2 separate regions of the Mus musculus genome follow, and region 2 is linked to region 1. The links are chromatin contacts, called in public HiChIP or PLAC-seq maps. All regions are on one chromosome and are shown on one strand. Each heading gives the region's core, a stretch centred on a gene start, on an enhancer-like site or on the middle of the called end of the contact. The rest is flanking DNA. Distances are from core to core; before and after follow the strand shown.

What was found. HiChIP or PLAC-seq counts read pairs in DNA pulled down with a chosen protein or histone mark.
Region 2: an HNF4G HiChIP or PLAC-seq map of pancreatic cancer cells shows a contact between it and region 1. The contact joins the enhancer-like site here to the promoter of Slc2a6 in region 1. A contact is called at or near these places in 18 of 39 promoter capture datasets (the 3T3-L1 cell line, 3T3-L1-derived adipocytes, the HPC-7 cell line and 10 more), 4 of 15 datasets of contacts at CTCF or cohesin (the NIH/3T3 cell line, embryonic stem cells and hippocampal excitatory neurons), 25 of 484 Hi-C or Micro-C datasets (B cells, CD4 T cells, the HL-1 cell line and 14 more), 38 of 115 datasets of contacts at active chromatin or transcription factors (the 230-238 cell line, the HPC-7 cell line, the NIH/3T3 cell line and 27 more) and 4 of 9 other capture datasets (adipose tissue, liver, macrophages and 1 more).

What each region holds. Positions count from the first base shown.
Region 1 is chr2:27,026,518-27,029,665 of GRCm38.p6, reverse strand. Slc2a6 (solute carrier family 2 (facilitated glucose transporter), member 6) reads left to right here and starts at 1,668. Exons shown (of 10, transcript NM_172659.2): 1 at 1,668-1,849; 2 at 2,363-2,525. The coding sequence starts at 1,761.
Region 2 is chr2:27,231,173-27,234,320 of GRCm38.p6, reverse strand. Sardh (sarcosine dehydrogenase) reads left to right here. Exons shown (of 21, transcript NM_138665.2): 8 at 1-30. Among named protein-coding and RNA genes, the nearest start is that of Sardh, 15 kb to the left of the region's middle. Within about 2 kb of position 1,675, at least 112 of the 459 cell types and tissues checked have an H3K27ac peak or open chromatin away from gene starts, as enhancers often do. A contact at or near this core is called in the 230-238 cell line, B cells, the HPC-7 cell line and 7 more, where this site is marked.

The sequences.
Region 1 (3,148 bases), core at 419-2,918:
ATGTCCTCAAAGGCCACCAAGATTGCATGTCTGACTACCTACCTAACAACCCCAAGTATTTAGTGGTCTAAGGCAGGAGTATTGAAAGGCCAGTCTGGACAACCTGGTGAAACTTATCTCAGAGTAAGATAGGGCTGTGGCTCAGTTAATGTAGTGCCTGCCTGGGTCCAATCCCTAGCACAGAATGAATCCAGGGCTGCAGTCCCAATTGGAGGTGGAGGCCAGAGGATAAAATTAAAGTGGGTGGCTACCTAGAAAGTTTGATGCCAGCTTGGAATACATCAGACCCTGTCTCAAATGACAAAGGAGTGGAAGGGGCCTGAAGAGATGGTTCAGCGGTTACAAGACCAGGTCCTATATGCTCTGGCTCCCATTACTATTTGGTGACTGACCGGCCTGTAACTCCAGCTCCTACAAGTCCATCATTTCAGCTTCAGGAGCACAGACTCACAGACAGACATAAAATTTAAAAATTATATATCTTAAGTTTTTCACATGTTTGGGTGTTTTGTCTGTACCACATAAAAGCTGATGCCAAAAGGCACCAATTGTCCTGGAAATGGAGGTAAGAGGAGGGTTGTGTGCCAACCCGTGGGGCTGGGAAATCAAACCTGAGTCCTTGCAAGAGCAGCCAGTGCTCTCAGGCTCCCAAAATTATGTATAACACACACACACACACACACACACACACACACACTCAGCTTGGATGTGAAGTGGAACACCACTCACTGAAAGTTCACCTCCCCACTAAGTAACAGACAGGCAAGGCAAACACAGGAAGGAAAGACGTCCAGCCAGGGTGGGTCGCAGCAGTTTTGTGGTCTCTACTGTCCTCTCTAGAAGTGTTTCTAAAGGGGAACTGAGACTTCTACAACACCCTTTACTGTTTTAATAGCCTGGTAACAAAGGGTCAGTTTATAAATGTGAACAGGAAGTAAGTCCACTCCTGTGACTGAAAAAGTCCAAAGACACAGATAGGCATCTTGATTGTGGCTTTTTCCACCTCCTAGAGAAGTTTCTGTTTCGTTTTTTTTGGTCATTTTATACCATTACTGGAATGATTTTGAACAGTGCAAGCTATTTGGACAACCAGGAAATCCCAGAGATCAGGAATGTAGCTCAGAGACAGATTGCTTGCTAGCAGAGAGAAGCCTTGGGGTTTGTCCACAGCTATGGGGTGAGACACCGCAGGGCACCTGCTGGAGTTACCCCTAATTGTTTCTGCTCCACCCTCCTCCTACTTACTGTACACACCCAAAGTAGTGATTCATTGGAGTCAACTAGGGTTAGGAGGCGAGAAGTGAAGTGGCAGGTGTAGAAGTGACATCTATGTGACGGGAGAGGGCACAGAACAGGGCCAAGCAAGGCAATAATAAAAAAATATATAATAATAACAATCCTCCGTGTGACCTTGGCAAGCTTACGACTCTCTGGGCTTCTCCTCCATAAAGCCAGACCCAGCCATGGAGCAGTCCACGCTCTTAGCCTGGCGAAAGGGTGCTCAGGCGGCCCTGCCCTAGAAGCGGGTTTCCCCGGCAGAATCCAGCGCCTCAAGGCGCACGCGATGGGACACGCCCGGGAGCCCGATCGCACCCTGCATCCGAGGCGTGCGGCTGTCTCATTGGACAGCACGGCTCTGCAGGGCCGCCCTGCAGCCAATCGCATCTGTAGGGCGGAGCTTCGCCTGCTGTGCTGAGGGCTCAGGCAGATGCTTTAGCTCTGCAGTGGAGTCCCGCTGTATCTGACCATCCGCGCTGGCCATGCAGGAACCCCTGCTAAGAACCGAGGGACTCGACTATGATACCTTCCCCGAGGTGCCCGCGACTCCTGGAGAGAGAGAACGAGCCGGGTGAGAGTCTCAGGGTGTGGGCATGGGAGGTTGGGATGGCCTTATCTCCAGCAGACGATACACATCTTGGGCCATTACTGACTTCTGGTGAGTGGCCACCAAGAGTCATCTGACTCTTTCTTACCGCATGCTCGCAAGTCCTATTTAAAGAACTGGACCACCATAAAGAAGAGAGCCTCCAAAGGAATACTGGGTGGGATCCCCACCTGCCACAGGGGGAGGACATGGGTCTTGCCTAAGATCACAGAACAAGCTTTGAGCATCACAACAGGAGGCAAAAACCACAATTTCTTTTCTGGAGAAAACGGGCACCAGCCCCAGCCGACAGCCTGGGGATTTCCCAGAGCTGCTGCTAAGGCCTGAAGACAACTTGACTGGCCCTGGACCCAGGCCTCTCCTGGTTATCTGCCGAGCTGGATGGTCATGGGCTCGGGGAAGGCAGCAGTCTGGGAACTCAGGGTCCATTTAAAGGACTTGTCCTTGGTCCTTTGGTTCTACCCCATCCCCCACCAGGGCCTTGAAAAACAGAAGGGTGTTCCTGGCTACCTTCGCCGCTGTGCTGGGCAATTTCAGCTTTGGGTATGCCTTGGTCTACACATCTCCAGTCATCCCTGAACTGAAGCTCTCTTCTGACCCAGCACTACACCTGGACAAAATCCAGGCATCCTGGTTTGGGGTGAGGCCTGTTCTCTAAATCAGATGGGGTAGTGGAGGGAGCATGGGCCCACTCAACCTGCTTACCACAGGGAACTAAAATCACCTAGCCTTGGAACCTCCCCTAGAGCACCGGTATCTCTCCCTAACACGCATTCCCGTCTGCTAGCGGTGATGGCAAGTGACATGAGGAAGTGACATCCTGCAGAGATGTGGGCCAGGGCTGAGGGGAAGATTTCCCAACCCCATACCCAAAGCCAGGCTGCCACAGCAGAGCTGACATCCTCCTGGGTGCCTGGAGGCAGTCACACCAGATGCTAGCGGGATGAGAGGTGCCATATGGACAAGGACAGAACGTGGCTAAACAGAGCCCAGGAGCCCAAGACTTTAACGTTAGAATGTCAGTAGACCCTGAGTTAGGACTGCGACTTGACAGCAAAGCTGGAAAGATTTGGGGTCTCCTGAGCATTTCAAATGGGGTGGGAATGTGCAAGGCGCACAGCACATGCTGAGCACATGCTAGACACTTCGTGAAATATCTTCACCCCTGAGGTTAACTATGTTTTTCCCATAACGCAACTAAGAAACTGAGGCCACACTGTGTGCCCTGGTCCCACTGCTCATGAGTGGCAGACTCCAGCCAAA
Region 2 (3,148 bases), core at 426-2,925, 200 kb before region 1:
CGGGGATCAAGTCCACTGTCTGTGGTCCTGGTGAGTGGGGAGACTGAGCCTGGAGCAGAGGCATTCTTTAGCCAGCCTGGATGCCAGCGCCTTCCTGAGAGGGACCTGTCTCACGTTCTCTGGGTTTAGCTAGGTGGCTCTTAATTTTCCTCTCTAGAAGAAAACCCAACCTAGCAAGGGCAGCCATGTAAACCTGGGCATGAAGCCCGTCACACTCCGTCCTCCACAATGAGACTCTAGATCCCATTCGTCCCCAGAACATGGGGTTTTTGTCTGTAAAATGGGAATGTGGGATCCTGTCACCATGTGAGACAGAATAAAGACAGGAATAAGGACTCTGTCTCTAGCAAAGTGGTCACCTGGTAAAGCTCCAACTCTGCCCCCACCCCAATTGTCATTTCCCTGGCCAGGGTCCCCAGCCACTGCTCTTGGGTAGCCAGAACTCTGTAGGGTTAGAGGTAAGCTGGGCATCGAGAGATACCTGGCCAGGGGGTTCCTCTGTGGTCTCCAGGAGGCTGAGAAGAAGGTGAGTTTAGCTCTCAGACCTTTCTCTTTAGCTTATTTACAGAGTAGCCACTGTTTACAGGGCACCCCAGGCTCCATCCCACAGTGAGGATCCTAGAAAGGAGGCAATGCTGGAAAGTAGTTCATCAGACCCTGCGCCTGATAATATAGTGTGAGTTTCAGGCAGTCACACACCCTTGGGATGAGTGTGGTGCAACGGCCCAGCAGCTCCACACGCCTAGGGCCTGTGTACTTTTTCTTGCTAAAGTCAATCCTTTTCTTGGGCAAGGGGTCCCAGCCTGGCAGGGGAGACACAGGTATGCCTAGAAGAAGGAACCTGTCTTAGTTATTTTACATATTACTGTGGCAAAATGCCCCAAAAGGGCAACTTAAGGTCAAGGATACAGTCCATCATGGCAGAGAAGCCCTGGACTGAGAGCTTGAGGCGGAGCTTCAGGTTGTATCACAGTCAGGAAGCAGAGAGATGGGTGATGGAGCTCAGTCTAGGACCCCTGCCCAGGGGATGGGGCTGTCCCCGTTTACCCTGTCATGGGCATGCCTTGGAGATAACCTAATGGAGATAAGTACTCTCGGTTGAGAGGCTAGCCGCCTGGGTAATTCTAGATCCTGCCAAGGTGAGGAGAAGCAGTATCAGCCATCACAGCGCCAGTCGGTGCTGGCTTGAGGTGGAAACTACACATGGCCAGGTAGAAATGTGGCCTCAGAAGAGTCTCAGTGGTGTGTGTCCTCCCTTTAATGGGGAGAACTTGAAAGCCAAGCTCAGAAAGATGCGGGATAGCCCAAAGGGTTAGGCTGAGCAGTCCTGGGAACCCCTGGACACCACAGTGTGTGACCTGGGAGGTAGAGACAGGACACTGCTCAGCAGAGGGAGCACGGGACTGAGAAGTCACAGGCCGTGCCAAGCTGGTAGCAAAGGTTTATGGATGAAAGGGGAATCAGGAGGCTAAGGGACTTTTATGGGGCAAAGTGGCCAGTCCACCTCGGGAGAGACAAAGGGTCCTAGATGGAGGGTGGTGTGGCCTTCTGGCGAGTCCAGCCCTCACTGTCTAGGCATGTTTGGAGACTACAGAGCAGCCAGCTCAGTCTGTAATACCGGGTGCAGTCCCAGGGAGACCAGATGGAATCAGTAGCTAGCCTCCACGAGCAGGCTAAGAGCACGCCTTATCTGGGATGTGGGCGAGGGCTGTGACTCATGTCCCTGCTCAGCCAGAGAGGGACCGATGGTGAGAAAAACAGGAAGAATCCCAGGGGGCATGAATGTCCCCAGCGGCTCTCTTTGTCTAATTAGCCTGGAAACTGTCACTCCCCCATGGGGCCCTATTTTGGGGAAGTGTGCTTGCAGAGACAACTTGAGTCTGGTCTCTTAACAGTGACTGTAGGTTTAGGGGTGGGGGTGGGTAGCTCTTCTCCTTGCCAGACAGCTCAGAGTCTTGGGCCTCTGGGTTTTAGAGATGTCCCAGTCCCAGACTCTGGGGAGGTTTAGGGCAGATAGAGCTCACTGGCTTAGGCTGAGAATTCAGAGCCAAGGTGCAAGAGAGCTTCTGGGAGTTTCTCAGACTTGCCTATGTCAAAAATCTAAAGGACTCTATACCCCACACTTGCCCCCAGCTCCCACAAATCTGCTCGGGATGCCACGGGACATGTGCAGGGCTGAACCTCGAGAGAAATGCCGAGCTCATTCTTGGCCAGTGCGTATAGTGTGGCAGCTCAGGAGACCCTCTGATTTGGCCTTTCACAGCCTGTATAAGGACCATTTCTTGTTGTCTAATATGATTGATGTCCAGCATTGGCCTTACATGTCTTTGAACTGAGATCCAGGGATGGGCCTTCCTGCGAAGTCTATCTCCACAGGAACGAGGGCTTGGTCCCTTGGTCCCTGCAACTTCCTACTATTTGAAAGCCTCTTTCCTCTCAGTCTGTCCGGTTACCCTCAGCTCAGACGCTCTGCCCATCAGCAGCTGAGGCTCTGAGCACCCTTTGAGGAGCAGGATAGGTGTGTTAGTTTTCTACCTGCAGGTGCTAAGGACCTGGCATTGGATCCGTGCACCTTTGCTGACTGACTGGAGACAGCTGAGCCCAGCCAGACAGCTTTCTCTTCTGTGATAAAGCATTGGGCAGTAACAGTTCATAGCATACAGGATTGTGGGGAGCATCTGGCTTACCTTGGGGTACTTTCTATGAGACAACCTCATTTTCGCTTATTTGACTGTTTGATTTCTGTCTTTCTTGCTGTTCGATCAGCTCTACTGGGTGGAATCTGTCTTGCGTAGAGCTTCCTCCCAGGGCCAAGCATATGATAGGTGGGGTACAGCTGTTTGTAGGTTCACCCAGCCCTGGAGAGTCAGTACTGGGATCCTGATTATTCAACAGAGGAAACAAAGGCACAGAGAGGCAGAGCGGCTTGCTTGAAGAGTTAAACAGATGAATTCATGACTATGGCTACAGTTTCCTCTGATCTCCGAGGCACCCTGATAGTAAAGAAAATGCATTCATTCATTCATTCATTCATTCAAGAGCACTTGGCTAGCCTCCATGCTAAGCCTGGGTACATGGTTGTTAGCAAGGTCTAGTCCTCATTCTTAATGTTCAGTGGGCAATGAATGACAGAGAAAGATGGTGGTTC